2 separate regions of the Danio rerio genome follow, and region 2 is linked to region 1. The links are chromatin contacts, called in public HiChIP or PLAC-seq maps. All regions are on one chromosome and are shown on one strand. The core of a region is the stretch at or near the end of the contact, and the rest is flanking DNA. Distances in the headings are between cores, read along the strand shown.

Evidence for each region. HiChIP or PLAC-seq counts read pairs in DNA pulled down with a chosen protein or histone mark.
Region 2: a contact with region 1 is called in an H3K4me3 HiChIP or PLAC-seq map of gastrula embryo, with 4 times the contacts expected there. The contact joins the promoter of caprin2 here to the promoter of si:dkeyp-38g8.5 in region 1. A contact is called at or near these places in 6 of 18 Hi-C or Micro-C datasets (caudal fin, embryo, fibroblasts and 2 more) and 2 of 4 datasets of contacts at active chromatin or transcription factors (caudal fin and gastrula embryo).

The regions. Positions count from the first base shown.
Region 1 is chr4:16,900,348-16,904,498 of GRCz12tu, reverse strand. si:dkeyp-38g8.5 reads right to left here and starts at 1,887. Exons shown (of 4, transcript NM_001123290.1): 1 at 1,691-1,887; 2 at 1,422-1,515; 3 at 1,187-1,274. The coding sequence starts at 1,814. It also overlaps a transcript of atp2b1a not described here.
Region 2 is chr4:17,215,195-17,219,345 of GRCz12tu, reverse strand. caprin2 (caprin family member 2) reads left to right here and starts at 2,310. Exons shown (of 21, transcript NM_001013273.1): 1 at 2,310-2,511; 2 at 3,845-4,082. The coding sequence starts at 2,507.

The DNA.
Region 1 (4,151 bases), core at 638-3,137:
CTGCTTAAAAAGTTTTAAGACCTGCAACACAATATTTTAATAACTTTAGGACTTTTTAAGGCCTCAAATTTAGTTTTGAGATATAAGACTTTTTATTGATGATAAATCTCATTTAATTTTGTTTATTTTAATTATATGTAGAGTGTAGTAATATTAGTATTACTATGATTTTATGACATTTTAAAGTTTAGCAATTTAAAATATAATACAATTTAGTTCAGGTTTTGCATATTTTGTATTAATGTTATGATATTGTTATAACATTATTTAACATTTAGCTTTAAATATGTTTACCCATGAATTGTTTATTACTGCATAAAATATACTGCTAATTATAGATAGATATGTACTGTACATCTATTTAATATATTCTAATATATTCATCTTTAAATGTTTAGTAATTGCTATTGATGTTGTTTATTTATATAAATTCATGAAATTGTAAATGTAGTATTTAGCATTAATGTGCATTTAAATATTAATATATTTATAAACATTTCATCACATGTATATATATGATAAATTATATGTGATAAATGATTTAGAAATATATTAATATTTTTAATATAAATGTATTACTAGTAATAATTAAAATATGTGATGAATATTATATATATATATATATATATATGTATATATATATATATATATATATATATATATATATATATATATATATATATATATATAGAAATATTTACAATTTATTTTTATTAATAATAATTCATTTATGTCATTCTAGTAAATGTCATTTAGTTCATATTTTTGTATTGTTGTTTATATATTTATGTTAATTGTAAAATATCATATTTATGTAAACCATGTGTATTGTATTGATTTAATATTTTTCACATAGATATTTTGAAATTGACCTTTATTTACCATGATTCGTCATCATTTAGTTTAATGACAATGTTAATGTTAAAAATGTAATTTTAGTTAATTTTGTCTGTTATTTTCATTTGTGTATGAATATAATACATACTCTTCACACACATGTATCTGTAATTTACAATAGGATATATCATTATTTGAAGGAAACTGATTAAAAGATTCGTGGAGTCCTCAGCTGATGAGCTTGTGAGTTGATTCAGGTGTGTTAAATTTGGCCAATATCCAAGATGTGGATGTGCTTGGGGGGCCAGAATTGAAAACTGCACCCTCATAAAGTGGTATATCAGCATACCTTATACTTCATCTTAAGGTTTTCCCATTTTCTCCTGGCCTGGCTGGCAGAAATCTCCCTTTGCAGACCCAGCTCTTTCAGGATGGCCCTACAGCACACAAATGCAGAATTCACATCAAAATTCCTGCAGGCTGCTGGTACAAACATCTACAGCATAATTATTTTTTTCCTGCATGGACTTCTGCATGGGTGAGTATGCATGTGTGTAACTGAGGGTTGGTGATGCCCGGTTTACCTGTAAGCCAGAGTTGAAGAATTTCTCTTTCCAGTGAAAAGTGCATCGTTGGTCACTCGTAACTTCACGAATCTGACAAACTCTTCATTTGACACTTGAACCACACACACATAAACACACACGTGCAGATTTTAATAAAAGTAGAACACGTGATTTGTATAATGCATGCATCCAATTTACATGACCAGCCCAATGCTAAACTGCTAAAAAAATGGGAGAGATAATTGAATGCAATGACACTTTAGATGCACGAAATGATTGCTACTCACTCTTATAAATGAATTCTGAATGCTCTGGGCCATCCTTAATGTCATCGGAGGGACTCTGTACAGTGTAAAGTTCGTGGTCCATACTTGTGTCTGTTGTCTTTGAGTCATCAAGTGCGCTACTCATGGCGCTAGTGCACAAGCGAAGGGCACTAGAAGAGAAAATGGAGGGTTTCGTTCATTTCTTCTGCTGTTGGTTCACTGCGAACACAAACTATATACTGCCACCTAATGGAGTTGTGTGATATTATAATATAAATAATATGTTTCGCTGCAACATGTGGCTCGTGAATTATTTATTATTAAAGTATTTAGATTCTTACTTGTATGATGTGTCTTTACATACTATCATAGGCCTTTTAAATTAGTAAATATATTCATAGAACCATACGATTCTTAATAAATCGGCTGCACTGTAATTCATTGGGAATCTCGATTGTACAAAAATGATCATACAGTCGCTTAATAAATGTTTTATAGATTTAGAGTCAAAATAACTACTGTCGTGTTGATGAGAAAAGATTAGATGCAGTTTGTTTCACATATCTTTCGAATTAAGTTTGTTTCGTAAGACTCTCAAGTACAAAGAAGGCTGTAGAACGATTCAAGCACTTTTGTCAAGGGCGCCGACATTTTGGAGCGGTCAGTCACGCAAATTAAGCTAAAGTTCATTGTATATTTAAATGTTTTGGGGATGTTCTTCAACATGTTTTTCGCAACATATGTATTTTAAATATATATATATATATATATATATATATATATATATATATATATATATATATATATATATATATATATATATATATATAAATCAATTGTCTTAACGGGGAAGTTGAGCACAGGAAAGTGGAATGAGTAACAACTTTTTTAAAATTAATTAAGAACATACAGAATAAATAAATAAATAAATAAATAAATAAATAAAAACCAATCGTAAAAACATATTTATCAACTAAGTCCAAATAGCAACATCCACAAACAAAAGAAAAAAAAACATATATAAATAAAAATAAATAGCAAAATACAATGCAATATAGTACAAGGGGGTTCATCATCAAAAAATACCTTTACCAGACTACACAGTTTACAGGTTTTTTATGTCACAGAAGCTTTAAAGAATTGAAGAAGACAAATATCTTTCTGGAAAAGCAAAAAAAGTTTTTTTCTTTCTTTCTTTTTTTATTTGCAATTATGGATGAAATATTTTTTTCACAACATTGTTAACCAAAAAATTCCAGATCAGAATTCTGACAAAAATATTAATGTTTTACAGTTTTAAAATGGGGGTAAAAACATGTGCTGGTTAAGTTGGTGGTTCATTCCACTGTGGCGACCACGGATTAATAAAGGGACTAAGCAGAAAAGAAAATGAATACATGAATGAATTACAGTTTTAAAATAAAAATCAAGTATTTCATGCTTTAATCGTAACCAAACACAAATTTCATCCCATAACATTTTTTGAAAATGTGCATAAATAAAACATGTTCTAATGAGTGTGCTTCACAAAAGATACAAATGTTAGCCTACAATTCACACTAAATCTATGTCTGAGGAATTTATTACAAGGATACATATCGTCAGTAATTTAAAGCTGAAATTCTTTTGCCTTTGGTAGAAGTGGAAAAGAGAAATCTTGTTCAAATTCTAACCACATTGTCTTCAGGGGGGAAAAGGTGTCTGTCCTTAACTTTAGAAGGGAAAAGCTGTGTATTTACTAACATTCTTAAAATCTTATTATTACAGCTCTGCCCAGTAAAATTAATACCAGAAATAATAAGATTCTCTAATTTTGTTCTCACATAAAAATAACCCAATTCCCCTTTTGAGTATTTTTACTGTTTATAATCAGATTTGTTCTCATTTAACACGACAGACCATACTAAAAACGAATAATTAAAATAGAAGCGAAACTCTATTCCTGACATATTCGGTGAATTGTTTTGTTTGTAGAAAAGTTCACAATACTTTTCCTCGTGTTTTAAGTTGAATTTTTTTCTTAAAATGACAAACAAACAGTTGCTAATGGAGCACAAATGGTTTAGTCCATTGTTTCAAACCCCGCTCAGCACCGCCTAAAAAGAAGAGGTGAAAGCTGATTCGCTGCCGGCGATAAACGTCACATCCGCAAGTTTCTTATGAGTACGTGAGACAGACGTTTTTAGCCACGTTTTTCTTACGATCGTTGAAGAGACAACAGCTGAAACTTCCGTCCTTGGTCGAAGTCTTTTTGTTTAGGAATACAAGAGGCCTTTTTTATTCTGCTTTAACTCTCGCTAATTTTTATAGCTCTTTTGTACAACCAAATACTTTTTTGGGGGTAATGTGTCCTGAAATCATCACTATGAAGAAAAGCTACCAGAAGGACATCAAGACCGCGCCTGATCATAAACAGAAATGGTCAAAATCAAAGAAAAGGACAATTCTTCAAGCAAAAGTCGACGAAAGAAGGGTACGCGTC
Region 2 (4,151 bases), core at 1,061-3,560, 310 kb before region 1:
ATTTTAGTTCACTACACACAAAGTGAAATACTTCAAGTCTTCATTTTTCAGTTTTAATGCTTATAGATTAAAAATAAAAAACCTCAAATCCAGTATTTTAAAAAAAATGAATATTTCATGTGACCAATAAAAAAAAGAAACTAAAAGTGTGTTAATGTACTGCATTATGTCCTTCAGTACTTTGTTGGGCCTCCCTTTGCACTAATTACAGCAACAAGGCGGTGTGGCATGTAGGCGATCAGGCTTTGACACAGTTGAGGGGTTTACAAGTTGCTTCGATATCACCTTCAGCTAGTCTGTATTTTGGGGTCTATGTTGTCTCATCTTCCTCTTGACAATAGCTCATAGATTTTCAATGGGATTTAACGGGGTGTTTTCAGTCAATTAAGAGCAGGGATACCATGGTCCTTAAACCAGGTACTGGTAGCTTTGGCACTGTGTGCAGGTGCCAAGTTCTGCTGGAAAATAAAATCCTCTCCAAAAAGCTTGTTGGCAGCAGAATCATGAAGTGCTCTAAAACGTCCTGGTGTAGAATTGCGTCGACTGTAGACTTGATAAAAGACAATGGACCCATATTAGCATACTGTCTGACATGGCTCTCCAAACCATCACTGACTGTGGAACCTTCACACTGGACATTAAGCAGATTGACTTTTGTGTTTCTCCAGACTCTGGGATCTTGATTTCCAAATGAAATACAAAATTGGCATTCATCTGAAAAGAGGGAAACAGACCAGTACTTTTTTCTTTAGCCCAACACATGATATTTGGTTTGGGTGTGGCTTGACACATGGAGTTCTACAGCTGTAACCCATGTCATGCAGACTTCTGTATGTGGTGGTTCTTGATGCTCTGACACCAGCCTCAGTTGCCCTCGCTTGTCAATCCTCTCAAGGCTGAGGTCATACTTGTGCACCTTTTCCAGCCACATTTTCCTCTTAACACTCTACTAACATAGATACTGCACTCTGAGAGCATCCAGCTTTATTTGGAATTGCTTTTTCAGACTTTTCCTCCTTAATGAAGGTCTATCCCATGATTCTGAAGCCTACTAGGCCAGAATGAGGCAATTTCAGGCTTTCCATTAAATAATGGACTAGATTGAGACACAGAGAGCTACAATGTTGAACATGTTCATCTTTCTGGTGGACAGGGGAAAAGAAGCAAAATGGTCACACTACAGTTGTCAACATTTGATCAAAACATCGCCAACATTGTTAATCTTTAATCCATAAATATTTCAAATATTTCACTTTGTATAGTGAACTAAAATAACACAGAAGTTTCACTTTTTAAAAGATAATTATTGAAATAAAAGGACTCTCTCTCAATATTCAAATTTGTGGCACATACCTGTCTTTGGAATTGAACCCATTACCCTCACATAGTCAATGCCACAGTCAAACAACATTAGTCAAGCTAGATGCAGGAATAGACAATTAATGGTTTTAATGCTGCTCTTGATGCTTGCAAAATGAAGGTTGTGAGTTCAGTTTCCTGGGAATTGAACCTATGATCCTCATATTTCTAACGTCATATGAGCACATGCCAGTAAATATCATTAAACAAGCTGGAAATAATACTTTATATTGGTAGCTCATACATGCAACATGAAGGTTGTGAGCTCAAGTCCCTGGAAACTGAAGCCATAACGCACATATTGTTATTGTTAATGCCACATAAGCTTTTGTCAGTAAATGGCATTAGCAAACTAGAAAGTGCTGTAGATGATGTAGGATCAAGTTCAGCGTGGTGCTTGCAACATGAAAATTGGGGGTTCAAATCCCAGAGAATGCCCACTGAAGATTTTAGTGAACTGTTGAACTTCATCTTTGCCACCATGTGAATTATTTGAAATTAAAACATATTATAAGAAAAAAAAAAACTTTTAAATTAATTATTTTATATGGACATGGCGGTTCACTCCTGATAAATAAGGGACTAAGCTAAAGGAAAATGAATGAATATATGGAATTATATATAGGCAAGAAGTAAACTTAAGTAAACAAATCTAATATCCATTGCTGTCTCCCTGCTGACATAATTATATGTAGACTGATAGATAGATAGATAGATAGATAGATAGATAGATAGATAGATAGATAGAAAGATAGATAGATAGATAGATAGATAGATAGATAGATAGATAGATAGATAGATAGATAGATAGATAGATAGATAGATAGATAGATAGATAGAAAAGAGAGAGTAGAGAGAGAGAGAGAGAGGTTGAGCGCAGGGACCATACTGTTTTGTCCTGTGCTTGTCTGCGTGACGTCATGATTGCTCCTCCAGCTGATGTGTCTCCTCTTTTCCTAGGGCATAAATAGGTGAGAGGATGCTACGGTCTGTCCTCTCTGTTTAACCACCGCTTTATGTCGTCTGTCCAGCAGCTCACCGAAAGGCTAACTCATTTGCGTTGGCTCTAAATGAGCAGCCTTCCCACCCAAGTCATCCTAGCGATCTGAAACGCAGCAAACAAACACACACACTCCAGCAGAGACGCATGAGGTCGGTGAGATTTCTGCGAGTTTCTATGCTGTCACATGCATCTGTCTTGAATCCTCCTCGAGCAACTTATTTGGGTTCTCTTTGCGGGGTTTTGGGTGGTGGCACCGTGTTGATGCTGTTTGGGTAGGATTAGTCTGGAATGGAGACAATTTGTTTTGGATTAAGGTTTTAAAAGTTACGATTCAGAGTATTGCAATGGGTCCCTTTGGAAATAGCTATTGTAGCGTTATTGTTGATCTTGTTTGATTAGTGAGCAATATTTATGAACGCTAGAGGTACATTAAACCGTCTGTGGGATATTTGTAAATGATCTAGTAAACAAGCATGTTTTGTTTATGCTACATTTTAAGTGATTTTCAGACGCATTTCGCCGTTTATTCTTGTATTTGTTACCACTTTACGTAAATGCCATGTCATGGTTAGCACTGGCGAATGTCCAGACACATGGCAGAGTTTGGTGTGTGTATTGTACGATATGTTAAGGCTGTTTTTTGAGGTGATTTTTATACATTAATGGTCAACGAGTGATTGTCATTGTATTATAAACAAGACGTAGTCTACATTTATATGGCATTTAAACATGTAGAAAACTTTTTTATTTATAGCACAAGCATGGACAAACTTTTTTTTTAATTTGGGCTATCTAATTGGTTTAGATTTTTTTATTTACCTTCCATTTTCACCTATAAAATTATGCACCGGTTAAAGATTTATAGACATGGTTTAATAAAAATACAAAGTCATATGGTATTTTGTTAAACCTCTATAAATGGGAAAGGAAACATTTGAAATTTATTGATAAACTTGTATTATTATGCAAAGAATAACAAATCAGGGATTTTTTTAACCATTGCTTTTTAAAGTGTTTTATAGTTTTCATATTGTATCAGTTTAAGTTAATTACATTTTATATGGCCTTAAATGTAGTATTTGTAGTTGGGTTTTTGTTTTCACATTACTCCTATATGAACTTGAAGTAACACTTGCGCAATTTACCTTTTTGAGGTTTGTGATGCTTCATCCATACCAACAGGTGTCAGTATAAAGTTCATGACCACTGTAATATTGGCAAGCTGTTTTTAAAAATAATGTATACACTTTACATTTTCAAGCATATATTCTGTATTTAGTAACAAGTAATCTATCATTCGGTTATGGCATAAAAGTTCTTCATTTCATCGTAAATAGAGGTCAACATTTTGAAGTGATTGTTTAAAAAAAAAATGGTTAGACAGAATGGGTGCTGAATAGTTTTAGGACAATATTGGCGATGTTTTGATCAAATGTCACAACTGTAGAGTGATAATTTTGCTTCTTTTCCCCTGTCCACCAGAAAGACTGAAACCATGGTTCAGCTATCACCATCTCGGACATTAGAGACGTTGACGCCCTCGGAACTCACTGTGGAGAAGGATGATGGCCAGGGCAGCCCAAAACCTGAATCCCCTCGAATGCTTTCCGCCCTCCAGCTAGCCCTGAGCTCTACAACCGTCTACTGTGGCTATGAGAAGTACATTGAGGACGGCCTCATTTGCCTCAAGCACAAGATTCGTAACATTGAGAAAAAGAAGGTACCTTTTAATATTTAGGATGAATCTGTGGCCCATTACTCCTGGTCTGGGTCTATATTCTCTGTTGCT